Linked DNA regions of Cyprinus carpio: region 2 is linked to region 1. Evidence: chromatin contacts called from public Hi-C data. All regions are on one chromosome and are shown on one strand. Each heading gives the region's core, a stretch centred on a gene start, on an enhancer-like site or on the middle of the called end of the contact. The rest is flanking DNA. Distances are from core to core; before and after follow the strand shown. Region 1 holds the start of LOC109056928 (probable E3 ubiquitin-protein ligase MGRN1). Region 2 has its middle 15 kb from the start of LOC109092109.

Region 1 (7,578 bases), core at 2,288-4,787:
GTATATCATTATATTCTTTCAGCGGATCAAAGTTCTATCAAGTTCTATCAACTGCAGCGAACACCCCTCACACACCCTGGGACATCCTTACTGTTTAACTATGAGAATAATAATGAGACTTAGTTTGAAACTGAAAGCTGCATGAGCATAAAGGCTTTTCTCGAGAAGAGCTCAAACAATACTCTGTCATTCGAAAGTGTAACTCGTCTCTGCTTTCCTGTCAAAGTCACACACACATCATTCTTGCAGTATAAATCACCCGTCTTCTCACGCTCTCAGGGGCCCAAACATTTAAGCAAATATATACACGCCCATGTTCACCAAAAATTACATCATACATTACCTTTCTCCTAATTTTTACTATAATCAGAATCTGATTTGATTGTTGTTGTTTTTTTATTTGGCATATTCTTTGCTTAGATGTACTGTAAGACACTGACAATATATGAATGAAATGCATTAATTACACATGTTAGTAATTATAAACGCAGTCAATCGCGTGGCGCTCGTGACTTCACCACAGCAGCGCCCTGAAGAATAAAATAGCCTTTTCTAAAATACTGATATGAGTCCACAAGTCTCGTGTGGGTGTACTGTACCTCATTTAAATATTGCATCATCTAAGCGATGCTCATTTCATGAGGTAAACTTTCTTACTTTGCAAAAAACTAGTATGTGCATTTGTAAGTGAGAAGCAAATGAGGTGCTTTCCGAGGGGTTAACTAAATTTGATTCGCTTTGCATGTGACCGGTAGTATTACTACTTCTGAGTAACTCCAAACAACTTCCTTTCATTTCAAATATCTGCTAAAAAAAATTAACATGTGGGTATTAAAGCCAGTGAGGTTTTGAACATGCTACACCGCGTTCCTATCGTACCGATCTTATTGTTTTAGTGCCAAGTCGAGCGCGTTCTCTCTTTTTCCTGGAATCGCCCTCCCCCACGACTTTGGACACGTTTGCAAAAACGCAAGTCCCATGAGTCCAGATTATTGTATCATATTAAATATCAACGTATTGAATCAACTACCCACGGGAGACTATAGGTGCTTAAACTACAAAGTTGCGCATTTTAAATGACATAAATGTAGCCTTCGCTAGAAACATGTCAGCCTGTGTTTATTTTTGTCTGACTCGTGGTTTCAACATGGCGGAAGTCATAATAACAGATATGAAAAACCCAATAAACTACGGAATAAAAAAAAAAAAAATCATACTCACCATTTGATGGCTGTAAGGAATATTAGCCTCTTGGAAAAATGTACTGAGAGCAGTCTGCAACACCATAATAAAAGAGTTATTAGTACGTTAATTCAGAAATACTAGAGGAAGTATGCAAATGTTTATTGGAGGGCTTTCAATATAACATTAAAAATAACTTTATAGACCGATATAGAAGCCTATCAGCTTATAGAAGCCGATTTTTTTTTTAACCCCGTTTAAAATGATTTATTATGTGCTTCATTGTCTTGTTTATAAGACTGTATCAGTATAGATTGATTGCTGTCTGGTGTTTGTCTCGCATGATCATAAATTATGTCTATATATATGTATATAAATAAACTAAAAGTGTATAATAGTGATTTGTGCTATTTTTTTTGCTGTGCCACAAGACGTTCAGTTTGATGTTCCCTTAACAAACAAACATACAAACATACCTCAAACTGCCAGTGTGAAGCTTGTAGAAGCCGCTTTGCTTGATCCGCTGCACATCCGGCTGTAAGAACAAACTGATTTATCATTACTTGATGCCTTAGCTCGTCCATATTTAGTTCAGAGACCTGTGGGATTTCGTCAGTTTCAAAGCTTCAGCTTGCAGTTTTTCAAAAACGCCGCACTCAAACATCAACTTGTCGACTGGAAACAAAAACAAAAAAAATGTTGTGAGTTCAGTTGAGCCGTCCCACTTAGCCCCGACTGATGGACATCTGCGTCAGAGAGGAACTCTGGGATTTGTAGTCAAGACATGAGAGCCTGTTTAGAGTTGACAAAGAATATCTCTTTGGGTTTGAGACTTTAGTCTTTGCAACTTTACATGTCTTCTTTATGCACCAAGAGCTTGTAACACTCCAAAGAGAAAGGAGAACTTGAAATTGCATGATAAGACCCCTTTGACATATGGTTTCCACGCATATGAAATTTATGTTCAATTCTTACAAGCTGACTTTACATCAAGGTCTCACCACTACTGGGATTTATCATTAGTTTTCATCTTTTCTGCATTCTTCACCACATCCATTGTCAGGCCTATAATAAGTTAAATTTTGCATTTTGTCCTCAGATCAAATAAAGAGTTTTTGGCATGCTCATGTGTAATATTGTTAAGTTGTTTGGTAATACCTTTCTTAATGGCCATGTTACTTGCCTTAAATGACATAAATGTGTCTATATATTCAAAAATAGCATTAGAAACGTGGGTATAAATAGGCTAAGTAAACAATTACACTTGGAAGAGTTATATTTGAAGAAAGCACATAGATTGTGCTCAGAATGAGCCTTCAAATGCTAAATAATCTCTAACTTGAAATAGTACATCCATGTCCAAAGATCACAAACATAAAATAACACTGAAAAAGTTAAAGTTGTAATTACTGTATATTCACGATTTGTGAAAATGAAATGATTTTTGGTGAATAGTAGGCCTATATTACAATCAGTTAGGGTCAGACATAATAATAATAATAATTTTATTTATTTTTAAACTCTTGATGTGTGGTGGGTTGGGGGAGGAGGTAATAGCTGTTAGATACATTTTCTTGTTTATTGCAACATATATGCTATTTTTAAAATAAAAAAACCCTGAATTACAAATAATAATAATAATAATAATAATAAATAATAGTAAAACCATCATCATACAAAAATGTGTTGTCCCCCGTTTTTTTATTCATAGATACCGGTAATAACAAATGTGATTTCAATTATATTTTGACCACTGAACAAGGAAATGTCCCTTCATTTCATAAATATTGCCATTTTAATATAAACTGTAAGCAATGCATCACTGCTGCCAGGAGCAGTCATTGTGGATTTTTTTAATATTTTAAAAGAAAACAAGTTGATAGAATCGAAAAAGAACATGGGACGCCAGTGTTAGAGGGTCTTTTAAAAAAAAAAAAAAAAAAAAAAAATAGAGATATATATATAATATATATATATATATATATATATATATATATATAGAAAAAGAATATGGAACGCCAGTGTTAGAGTGTCTTTTTTTAATAATAATAATAATAATAATAATAATAATAATAATAATAAAATAGAAAAAGAATAGAGAATGCTGGTGTTAGAGGGTAATTGTTTATAATAATTAAAAAGAAAACAATCAGTTAGAATAAAAAAAGAATAGAGAGTGCATATTTATAGATATTACAGATATTTAGGCTTCCAAAAATATATTACTGTCTAGAGTGAGATGACAAATGAAGCTTGTGTTCTCTCGATCAGATGACAACAGACCTCTCATGGCCAGCTCAGCCAATCGCGGAAGCTTGAGCTCTTTTGATTGGACGAGCATACGCTTCTCGTGACGAGCTCAGCCAATCACGTGGCGATATTCTACAACCCTCTCGGGGTCGCCTCGCAACAGCGATTTCCCTGTGTTGTGTTCTCACGAAGAACGCGGCTGTTATATTTTAGAGGAAACACCAGCGACAGAATTATCTGCAGGTCTTTTATCTCGCCTTTTATGATTCACTTTTGTGTGTTTTGTGCCCGTTCGCATCTTGTTGTAGTAGGTGTCGTGACAGGCGAACAAACTAGCTAGGGTCTGGCTTGCTAGTCAGTTAGCCAGTGTGTCAAGCCTGAACCAGCTGACTGAGCTGAACATCACATAAATACGACTGTACGAGACACATCTGATCCGACTCAGAAGAACAGAAATGCCGATCAAACACGTGTCATGTTAATTTGAACGCTTTGTCGGTTCGGAGCCGTTTCTGTTATTACGCGGCTAAGGTTAGCTGGTTAGCTGACTGTTGTGCACATCTAATAACCGCTAACGTTATTTTGCTCTGAGCGGACTGTGTTGGAGAAATGGGTTCAATTCTCAGTCGAAGAATCGCTGGTGTTGAAGACATCGACATCCAGGCCAATTCTGCATACAGATATCCTCCAAAATCAGGTAAGACTGACTGGTGATGCAAGGCGACGTTTATGTGCTCTTGTCTTGTGAGCACTTATCTCCAATAGATTAATGGGAGCTTATCTGAGCTCATGAAATCAATCTAATAATGATGTAGTTAAAAATCCGTATGGAAAAGGATCACTACGTACAAATCAATGCCAGTGTAAACGATCACAAAGGATGCCTTCACTGAAAGTAACACCCCTGTTTATACATAGGTGTCAGATTATATAATTACTGTTTTCTTTCCCCAAGGAAACTATTTTGCCAGCCATTTTTTCATGGGAGGAGAGAAGTTTGACACTCCTCATCCTGAGGGTTACCTTTTTGGAGAAAACATGGATCTCAACTTTCTCGGTAACCGTCCAGTGCAGGTACATCTGAGTTTTGAGGTGTTTCCACTGTCGTTGTCTCTTTTTGATGAATTCAAAAAGATAAACTTGTGTTGGCTTTAGATAAAAGCATCTGATAAATGTTAATATTAATGGTTTCCTTTATTTCGTATTGTATTTTTGCGTTACCTGCCACAGTTTCCCTATGTTACTCCAGCACCCCATGAGCCAGTCAAGACATTGAGAAGTCTCGTCAATATCAGAAAAGACTCGTTACGATTGGTCAGGTACTGATTCAGGATTGCTATATGAAATATAATCAATCATATCTTGAGAACAAATGATCTCAGTTGGTGCTGTATGTAGTCTCTTTAATTCTGTTATTGATGCATTTACTTTTAAGTAATGTTACATTTTGATTGTCAATTTGTAGGTATAAAGATGATGCTGATAGTCCTACTGATGATGAAGGTGCAAAACCAAGGGCCTTATATGGAGTGGAGTTCACCTTTGACTCTGATGCACGAGTGGCCATCACTATCTACTGTCAGGCTTTTGAGGAATTCTCCAATGGGATGGCAATGTAAGGACAGTTACACGTTTAATGTTTTAAAATTAAAGTATCAACAGTCTTTTTTTTTCATACTGTGATGCATGTTTGAGTGTAACTAATTATACAAAGAAAAAATGTTGGTGCGTTTTGATTTGTGATTGATTGTTTGATCAGATTTTAAGATGTGGCTATTAAATGTGAGCTTGCAAGCCTGGGTTTAAGTGCATTAAATAATCGGAAAGTTCCTTTTTACTATAAGATTTAGTAATGACATTTTAATTAAACATTACAAGGTTAAAAATCAAAAAGCGAACATATGGTTGGATTAGTTGTTTACAATATGATCTGTAACAAGCATTTACAAAATAGACTTTATTCTAATGTGAAAATCCCCATTATTCATTTTAAGTCAATGTTGTTGTTTACAAAAGAACAGTATCATCATTCATTGATCCTATTGCAGTTTATCATCAGTGTTAAAGTAATTGTGTATTATTAAAGTTCATATTGTTTTATTTGTAAGTAATTGTCTGTTCTATAATGCTGAGGATATAAAAACTTGTTTTTAGTGTAAGAATAGCAGTTTGTAAAGAGAGATTACATAATCCTTTGAGTAACTCTGTTGTGCAATTGTTCTTCTTCTGCTTTAAAAGTTCATTTGTAAAGCTGTGCATGTGCAAAAGCTTATTAATTGCAATCAGTCACTGGAGCCCCTGAGCCAAAGAGAATATACATTAAAATATGGAAAATCTCTGTAAATGTAATTATTATAATCTGAAGTACCTGAATGGCATTATTATGAAAATGTTTCTATGATATTTGTGCACTTACAGTATATTTTTCTTCTTAATACAACCCAAAAACCCCTGCCCTGGTCTCAGAAACCGTATATTACAAAAGAGGGGTTAGCCAGCAGTTTACCCTTCCATCCTTCAAGATCGATTTCTCTGAATGGAAGGAAGATGATGTAAGTATCTTCAGTCTAGCTCAGTGCTGTCACTCTCCTCTGATGGTTAAATCCACACTGGCTTCTAAGATATTGATTTAACCTCACTGCATTAATAGTTTGCACATAATGAAAGGCAAGATCAAGCAAATCCAGTAAAATGAAAAAGACCTTACTTCGGAAAATGTCAATTATTTGACCTCAGTTATGCATTTCTCTCTCTCTTTTTTTTTTTTTTTTTTAAAGCTCAACTTTGATTTAGACAGAGGTGTTTTTCCCATGGTGATTCAGGCTGTGGTTGATGAAGGAGATGGTATGTTGTCAGGACTTCATTATAGAAGAAAAGAATATAAAAGATTAAATGATTTGCTCTAACACTTTGTCACATCAGAAATGTCAATAAATCTCTTGACACACTACACTGGCTTTTTGCTGCTTGGAAGGCATGTGATTTATTGCTCAACACTTGAACATGTTGTGTCTATAAAGCGCAGTGTTTCCTGAATATATTTCAAAAGATAACCATTCAGTGTGTTTGATTAGTGGTGTCATGAATCTGCATTTATTTTTATTTTATTTTTTATTTCAGATTGTTTGGGACATGCCCATGTACTGCTGGCAGCATTTGAAAGAGTGAGTTGAATTTGATGTCATATGCACACTTTCTGAAATGCTTATTTGTAAGCAGTTGTGTATTTGTGTATCATGTATTTTTTTTTACATTTACAGCATGTTGATGGCAGTTTCTCAGTCAAACCATTGAAACAGAAACAAATAGTGAGTCTTAATTCCCATATTGTCCTGTTTAGAGCATTACTCTACCAAGTACCAAGTAGAGATGGTAATGTGTACATAATATTTTTTTCCCCTAAATATCTGCTTGTACACCATAGGTGGACCGTGTCAGCTACTTGTTACAGGAGATTTATGGAATTGAGAACAAGAACAATCAAGAGACAAAGGTGAAAAGATGATTATTGAAGTTCATTACATTTTCTATATATTTGTATTAGTGCTTCAAACGATTAATCGCATCCAAATTAAAAGTTTTTGTTTACGTAATATATGCATGTCTACTGTGTATATTTATTATGTATATATAAATACATACACATGCATGTATATATTTCAGAAAAATATGTTAGGTTTATATATTAAATATATATACATGTAAATATTTTCAAAATATATGCTGTATGTGTGTGTATTTATAGATACATAATAAAAATATACACACAGTACACACGCATATATTATGGTAACAAAAACTTTTATTTTGGATGCCATTAATCATTTGACAGCACTAATTTATATAGGTTCCTGTAATAATGGAAAATCTCATTGTGATTTTTCTCCCCAGCCATCTGATGATGAGAACAGTGACAACAGCAACGAGTGTGTGGTGTGTCTTTCAGATCTGCGGGACACTCTGATTTTGCCCTGTAGGCACTTGTGTCTGTGTAACTCCTGCGCTGATACTCTGCGCTACCAGGCCAACAACTGCCCGATCTGCCGACTGCGTATGTAACTGCTGTTAAAGGTAGTGGTCGACCGATATATCGGCCGATATTTGGCATTTTTCAAATATCGGCATTAGCGATAAGTTTTTCTGCTT
Region 2 (7,578 bases), core at 2,372-4,871, 52 kb before region 1:
GTTGGAAACAGTTCTGCTGTCTAATATATTTGATGAATAAAAGGTTAAAAAGAACTGCATTTATTCAAAATAAAAAAAAATTAATAATATATATTCTAATAATATATTTTCTTTACTATCACTTTTTATCAATTTAACACATCCTTGCTGAATAAAAGTATTGATTTTATTAAAAAAAAAAGTAGTGTATATTATTACAAAATATTTATATTTTAAAAACATAGCTTCTTTTTTTTTTTTTTTTTTTTTTTACTTTTTATTCATCAAAGTATCCTAAAAAAGTATCACGTTCTGAAAAAATATTAAGCAGCAGAACTGTTTCAAACTTTGATAATGAATCATCATATTAGAATGATTTCTAAAGGATCATCTGATAATGATCCTAAAAATTCAGCTTTGTATCACAGAAATAAATGATAATTTAAAGTATAATAAATTTAAAAACAATTATTTTAAATTGTAATAATATATCACAATATTACATTTTTTTTTTCTGTATTTTTGATCAAATAAATGCAGGCTTGATGAGCAGAAGAAACTTCTTTCAAAAACATTATAAAATAGTAATGTTTCCAAACTTTTGGTCTGTACTGTATATATGTATATATGTGTATATATATATATATATATATATATATATATATATATATATATATATATATATATATATATATATATATATATTATTAAAAAATGTTTATTTGTTTCAAATACATGCAGTTTCAACACTGATAATCTTAACAGATGATTCTTGAGCAACAAATCAGCATATTACTGATTATGGAAATAAATTCCATTTTTTAAATATATAAATTGTAATAAATGTATAAATCAGAATGATATTTCACAATATTACTGTTTTTTTTTTTATTTATTTAGGTTTTTTTAATCAAATAAATGCAGCATTGATGAGCATAAGAGACTTTCTACAAAAATATAAAAATAAATTACAGACCCCAAACTTTTGTGTGTGTGTGTGTATATATATATATATATATATATATATATATATATATATATATATATATATATATATATATTATATATATATATATATATATATATATATATATAAAATAGGGCTCAATGTACTGTGTTAATATGAAGGAATTGTCTGTATTCATTCTTCTCTGGTGTTTTACTTATATTTTGAAATACACAGCGTATTATGTTGTTCTTTTTTCTAACGGGGAATACTGCCAAAAGTTTTAGCATAAGAAATGTAATGTTTTTTTTCTTTAGTCATATCTTGTCTCACATATGAGTCAAGACCACCACTGAAGCCCCCTCAAAAAATGCCTCTACATAGAGTCGTCAATCTCAGTCAGCCTTTCGAAACTTATCAAACCTCCCATCTCCAGTCACACAAACACCATGTTCTTTCCTCCTTCTCTCCTTTCTTCTCTAATGATTCATCTCTCTCTAGTTCCTGTTTTCTTACTTTCTCCTTTTTATTCAGCCATCTTTTTTTCCATCTCACTTTTACTTCCCCCACCCCCCCCCCCCCCCACGTCTCTTTGGTCTCCTTCATCTTCCTCTCCCCTGTTTTTCCATCCACCACCCCCATGTTACAAAAATTCAGTTTCAGTTTTTATCACACTGGTAATATAGTCCAAAATGTGCACTATTGTGTTTGTCCTTGGCCCAGTGCTGCTCTTACTTTCCTAGTAAGATCATGGATTTGTGGAGGAGGCCTTGTGAGAGGGACTAAGAGACAGCAGCTGCAGAGTAATGAGTTGAGCGGCAATCTAATGTCTAATACATTTCACTAATTCCCAGCTCCAGTCTCCCCGGGCACAGGGCAGCACAGTCCATCATGATTTTAGATTGTTCACTGTTGGATGATACGAGCTGAATGATCTCATTGTGTGGTTTATGGGTTATCTCAGAATGTACAGCCAGTTTTTGCACTGCTTTTTATTTGAAAGGCCCATTTCGCAACTGACTGAATCACAGCACAGATGAAACTAAGTTGGAAAGTCCTCCACAACACAATAAGCCCCCACATGATGCGCTGTTATGCAGACAGAGGGTTTGTCCCTGTGTCTCATTAACAGAAAGTCTTTTATACTTTTTTTTTTTTTACACCAAAAATCGTTCTGCCGATCAAACATGCCACTCATACTGAATGCTTTCACTGGTTTTTGGTCTACAGCCTACTTTTTGTACTCACACTGTGTGTGGTACAGTTGTGGTGTGGTATGCCATATACGTATGTTCATTTCAAACGGTGTATGTTTTCTAAGAATAAGTGTTGAATAACATCTAAAACATATTGAGGTTTTGAGGTATAATGTAATGTTTTAATGTCAATAAACTGTGAGATTATGTCTTTTCATTGATTCCTCTGTATCTGAGCTCAGACCAGTCCTGGCAAGCTCAGATAGAAATATTTTTTCTTCTGTTGCTTTCTCTCTCTTAATTGGTGTGTTTTCTGGCAGGGCTTTTTTTTTAAGCATGTAGGAGTGGTCTAGACCAGACTTACGCTTCTGGGGAAGTGTGAATTCAAATATTTGCATGTACGGTTTCTTGCAGCGTCAGCGGGAAGTCTGATAGAAACCTGCCTGCATGTAATCGTCACTACCTGGCTGTGGTGAATTATCAAATAAAGGGCAGGTGTCTGCAAAAGAACCCGTGGCTTAGTGCGTTCATCTGAGCTGTGTCTCTAAGAAGGTAAAGTGTAACCTGAGGCTTTGGATACCAGTTGCCTTATTTATCTGTCTTGAAAGTATTATCATAATCTCCTTAAAGCATCTGGAAACTTGTTTGAAATCAATAAACTTCTTTGTCTCTTTCCTGTTTGTGTTGCCTTTATGCAGCATATTCATGTCACTGGCTTTTTAATTTTTTTTATACAAACAAATTAAGTACATATAAAATAGTGTTTAATCACTGTAATGTAATCTTCAAATTAAAGAGAACTTTAAAATTGCAAAAAATTCAGTTTGGATGCTTCAAGGCGAAATACAGTTCAAGGGAGTGTTTAATAAAAGTTTAAGTTGGGGGTGTTTTTAATCTCGTCCAAATTGAGTTCCAATGAACCTGCCAAAAAAAGCTTGCATACATGCAGTGCATAAAAATGTGCTTTGGTAAATAGTTTACATGATGCTCTAGACATTCTGTTTCTCTCATTAGGGTATTATGAGACCAGACACGCTCCATCAGTGCTGCGTGAATACACACATGATTTGTTCTGAAACGCGTCCGTCGAGAATAAGACTTCATTACAACATGTCTTCTGGCCTTCCTTTGTCATTCTCCTCTTACACAGGCCTCTCTAGCTCCCACCACGTCTGCTGCCACGTTTCCAGATGCTACAGAGCCCAGTGTTGAAATTATTTTCTTTATGAGGTGAAGAGAAAGGAATTAGCATCCAACACTGACGATGTGGCAAAAGTGAGAAAATACAAAGTTGGAGCTTTCTAACACCCCCAAATCCATCTCCCAACGCTCTACTGGCCCCCACCACCACCAGATGAAATATTCAGGGAAGTGTGGGATTACTTTCACAAGGAGAACTTGAACCTCTTGACTTCCTGCTTGGTGATGAGGTCACTATTCTCTGAGGGAATGTCTGTGAAATGCCTCCCGCTCAATAACAGCCCAGCCAAGGCCAGAGAAGAGCGGGGGCTGGTATAGTCAGAGAGTCTTGGGAAGGAGATGGAGGGGATGAATGAGGGGGGCGGTGGAGGAGTGACGGAACTGGGCTTGGCAGGGGGGTTTGGAGGTGACTGTGAGGACGGTATCGTCCAGGCTCTGGGCGTTCAGCCCAAACTCAGTGTGATTTCACATTATGGGGTGGAAATTTTCAGTAACACTGAGTGTGAGATCAAGTTGTGATTGTCCGTCGTTGCAGATGGGACCTCGAGCAACATCTTACAGGAGGGAGGGTCCATATTGCTGATGGATATATTGAAATAATGAATGGCGCTGTAGTATCTTCCCATCCACCCCTCAGGCTCAACGTTCATGATGCAGATGGTGCGGGACAAAAACTGAGAGAATACTAAGCCTTTTAACAAATCCAAACCAGATGAAGGCCAAATCGCTCGCATGAATGTACTGTCTGTGCAACGTTCAATGAAATAAGCCCAGTTACAGACTCTGTATGGGGCGTCCTGTCGCAGCTGGGCTGATGTCGCTGAGGATCGAGGCCGAGCACCTGGCACGCCACTCCAGTGGGTGGCTCCTTTTAGATGGAGGCGACTCAAGCATACAAAGCCATCTTGTTCGATCTCATGGTCCAGATGGAAGAGCTCTGTTGCCAAGGATGCCGCTTTCTACTTCCTGCTCCAAAATGAAAATATCAGTCCTACGAACAAAGAGTCAGATAACAGACGCTTACGTATCTCTTCATCTGTTTCGTACGCTAGCTGCCTCTCACGCACACACGTTTGACCTCACACTATTTCAGATCCATGCTGCAGTGGAATAATGACGGGAGAAACTCGCACCCTCCCCATGAGAAAGGCCTTCTCTCTCAGCCCTGCATGGGCAATAATAGACTAATGCTTTCCAGATGCGCTCTTCAATGGCCGTACCCAGCATTGGAAGTACCCCTCTCGCGGGAGTCCTAACGATGCCCTGGGGGCCTTTGAGAGGGAAAGGTTCGAGTCTGTAGTCTCTGTCCCTTTTTATATACTCGTCTCCCACCGCAATCACAAGCTGCTGATCCCCGATCGGCACGGCTGAAGGTCAAAGGGACAGAGAGACAAATTCTTTTCTCAGCCTGGTTCAGTTTGTATTCAGATTCCCATGCCATTTACACCACAAAGTGAACGAAAAGAGGTGTAGATGTGATTTTAAAAGGATGGCCATCTTTATTAATGGCTTTTCAGTGGGCCAGATCTTTAATCGTCAGATAAACTCATGGGAATGTGACCTGACCACGTGACCTGTTTGTTTTATTAAGGCTGTGGGGAAGGTTGATGAGAGGCAAGACATGGGTATCTGAGCTGTGCAAAGCATCCACTCAAATTTCAGTGCTCAAATGGTGTCCATTTGCCTCAAATTCCTCCAATTCCAAAGTCGATTGCTCTTGTAAAAGGCCCCGAGCTGATCTTTAGGTGATGCTGTTCTGGCTTTTCTCCTTCACCCATTTCCATGATCTTTCTGAGAGCTGTATCGTCAGAGACAAGTGCTGCATCTTCCCCAAGGGAGAATCCACAGCAACTCTCAAGTGCAGGTCCGCTTGACCTTACTTTCTCCCTCGGAGAGAGTACAAGAGCTGTCTGAGACAGAGTGTTCTCACAGGAAGAAGAGAGGGTGGGATTTAGTCTGAGTCTGAGAAAAACAGGCCCACTGCCTTTAATCTCTGTCTCAGCGCAGGGCTGGAAAGGGACACTGGGGAATGACCAAAGCCACAAAACTTTTAGCCTGTTGGCATACCATGTTAGTCCTTCTGATAAAAACCAGCACCTTTCATTCAGTCTTTATATATATATATATATATATATATATATATATATATATACACATGAATTTGAAATGGTTGTAGGGAGGCGTATCAATGAGCTTTTCTTAAAATCAAACTGAGTTTGGCTTTCTCTAACAAATGGCATTAAGATACTTTCAGGAATGTGGCAAAACGAGGGTAGAAAAAAAAACATACAAAATAGCAACTCTGTGGCGAGAGAGTAAAACTCGTATTAACGGGATGGAGGGACTCGTGAGAGTACTGTATGTCCATCTGCAAAACACACTGTGGAGCCCACCCAAAACAAACAAACAAAAGTTAAAGACACTCTCTCTGGGTTTAAAGTATAAAGAAAAAAAACAGTTCAACATGTTTAGCATCCTGTGACAAAGTCCTCCTCAATAATAAGGCATTTAATTGCTATTTTGGGTAAAACTTGTGAAACGTATCTATATTTCCACTGGTAGATATAATCAGATTGAACTGTGGGGGCTGCAAGTAGTGGAAACTACTACAACCCCCATCTCAGTAGATCGTAATCTCAGTAGGCCTACTGTAAATCAAGTATAATTCTGTTTTTTAGAATGCCTTTGAATTAGTCTATAGAACTTGCCCATAAACCTGAAAATATTTTTCATGTTTTTCATGGTTGATCACAAAAGTTGGTAAAGGGGTTTTTATAAGTCTCTCAGATAGCTCAACAACTTTCTGCATCACTGAGGTAGAGTGTAAAAACATTAAAGACATGAAAAACTCACAGAAAAGACCTGAAGAAGTCTGTTTGACATACTTAATCATGTCCTCATGAGTCTAACCACACTTTCACAACCAGAATGGTTGTCTGAGGTTCTTGCGGTTGCCATTGCTGATCTTTCCTAAATCCTGGAGAAACATGAAACTGTTGGATGTTTGGATCACCCTATACTATTGGACAAACCGCCTGTTAGCAACCACCGAATGAACCAAATCACAGAAAATCACGTAAATCTGCTACACGTATTAGTGACCGTATTGAGTGTTGGCATACTGGCGCCATCTTGTGTGGTGAAAATAATGTCTTCTTTCTGTATTTGTAGCCTTCAGTTTTATCTACGTTTGCAGCTAAAGTACAAACAAAACATTGCGTTTATTGTTATTATTCGAGTTAAAGCCTGATTCAGCTACCATATTGTAGTTATTGTTGTATTGTACTGTATTGTACTGTTGTATTGTACTGCACACAATTTAAAATATTTTCACACCTTTGCATAATTTGGCAAAATTACAGCTCGAGGGAAGGTAACTATAAATTAACTTAAAGTCTAGCTAAAGGGTAAAACAACAAAATCTAAGCACGGCATTAAACTAAATGAAGAATCGATATGGCAAAACAAAAAAACTGACCCAAGTTGGGATCTATTAGGAGCATTTTGAGGGGTAATTAAAATGAGCACACATTTTGCATTAGGAATTCCCCATCCCCTTAAAACTTAATTTAAAGGATCGAAACAATGTCCGTGTAGGTTTAGGATGTAGGTAAACAAAGTCTATAGAAATACAGCTATAAAGCTTTAAAAAATTTACATTTTTAACTTGAATTACTAGATGGCGCTATTGTTCTGGACATCCTTGCAGAAGGTTTTCATGAACAATTCTTGTATTCATGTGCTCTTTATGAACTGCAGCTGTACTGCCCCTGTGAAACTATGAGAGGTCAGGCTGGTTTCATGTTTTGAGAAACTGAAAGATCATATTTTGCTGTAGCTGCTGGGGAGCATCTGACACAAGTAAACCCCTTTCAGAAAACCAACTATTGTAATGAAGGTTGAACTATCAGCTGCATGTGAACTTCTCAAGACAATGGTATCTTTCATAAATGTGATTTTGGGGAAGATCGTCATTTACCCTTAAAATTTTATACATTTAAACTATTTATTAATTAGAATATTAGTTAGTATAAACAGTAATGGTGTCTGTTACATTTGACTTTTTTGTTGTTTCATGAAATGTTTTGTATTAAATAATAATCAGTTTTACTTGTTGAAGCTAAAAAAGTGATAAAAAAAAAAACCTGGTACTGCTAAATGGACTTATCGCTGTTTTTTCATAACAGACTAAAAACACCAAAATAATGCTTTAGATTTTAATAAGATTTTAATCAAGATATGAAGCAAAAACACTTT

What was found. A called contact is a pair of places that touch in the nucleus more often than the background predicts.
Region 2: a Hi-C map of skeletal muscle shows a contact between it and region 1, with 2.5 times the contacts expected there. The contact joins the enhancer-like site here to the promoter of LOC109056928 in region 1. A contact is called at or near these places in 5 of 8 Hi-C or Micro-C datasets (liver and skeletal muscle).

What each region holds. Positions count from the first base shown.
Region 1 is chrB3:12,033,851-12,041,428 of ASM1834038v1, reverse strand. LOC109056928 (probable E3 ubiquitin-protein ligase MGRN1) reads left to right here and starts at 3,537. Exons shown (of 16, transcript XM_042719718.1): 1 at 3,537-4,129; 2 at 4,388-4,506; 3 at 4,663-4,751; 4 at 4,898-5,047; 5 at 5,867-5,984; 6 at 6,210-6,276; 7 at 6,553-6,596; 8 at 6,693-6,740; 9 at 6,857-6,925; 10 at 7,324-7,483. The coding sequence starts at 4,042. LOC109065877 (UBA-like domain-containing protein 1) reads right to left here and starts at 1,927. Exons shown (of 3, transcript XM_042719720.1): 1 at 1,659-1,927; 2 at 1,222-1,275. The coding sequence starts at 1,766.
Region 2 is chrB3:12,086,239-12,093,816 of ASM1834038v1, reverse strand. No RefSeq gene overlaps it. Among protein-coding and RNA genes, the nearest start is that of LOC109092109, 15 kb to the right of the region's middle. Within about 2 kb of position 3,621, at least 2 of the 8 cell types and tissues checked have an H3K27ac peak or open chromatin away from gene starts, as enhancers often do. A contact at or near this core is called in skeletal muscle, where this site is marked.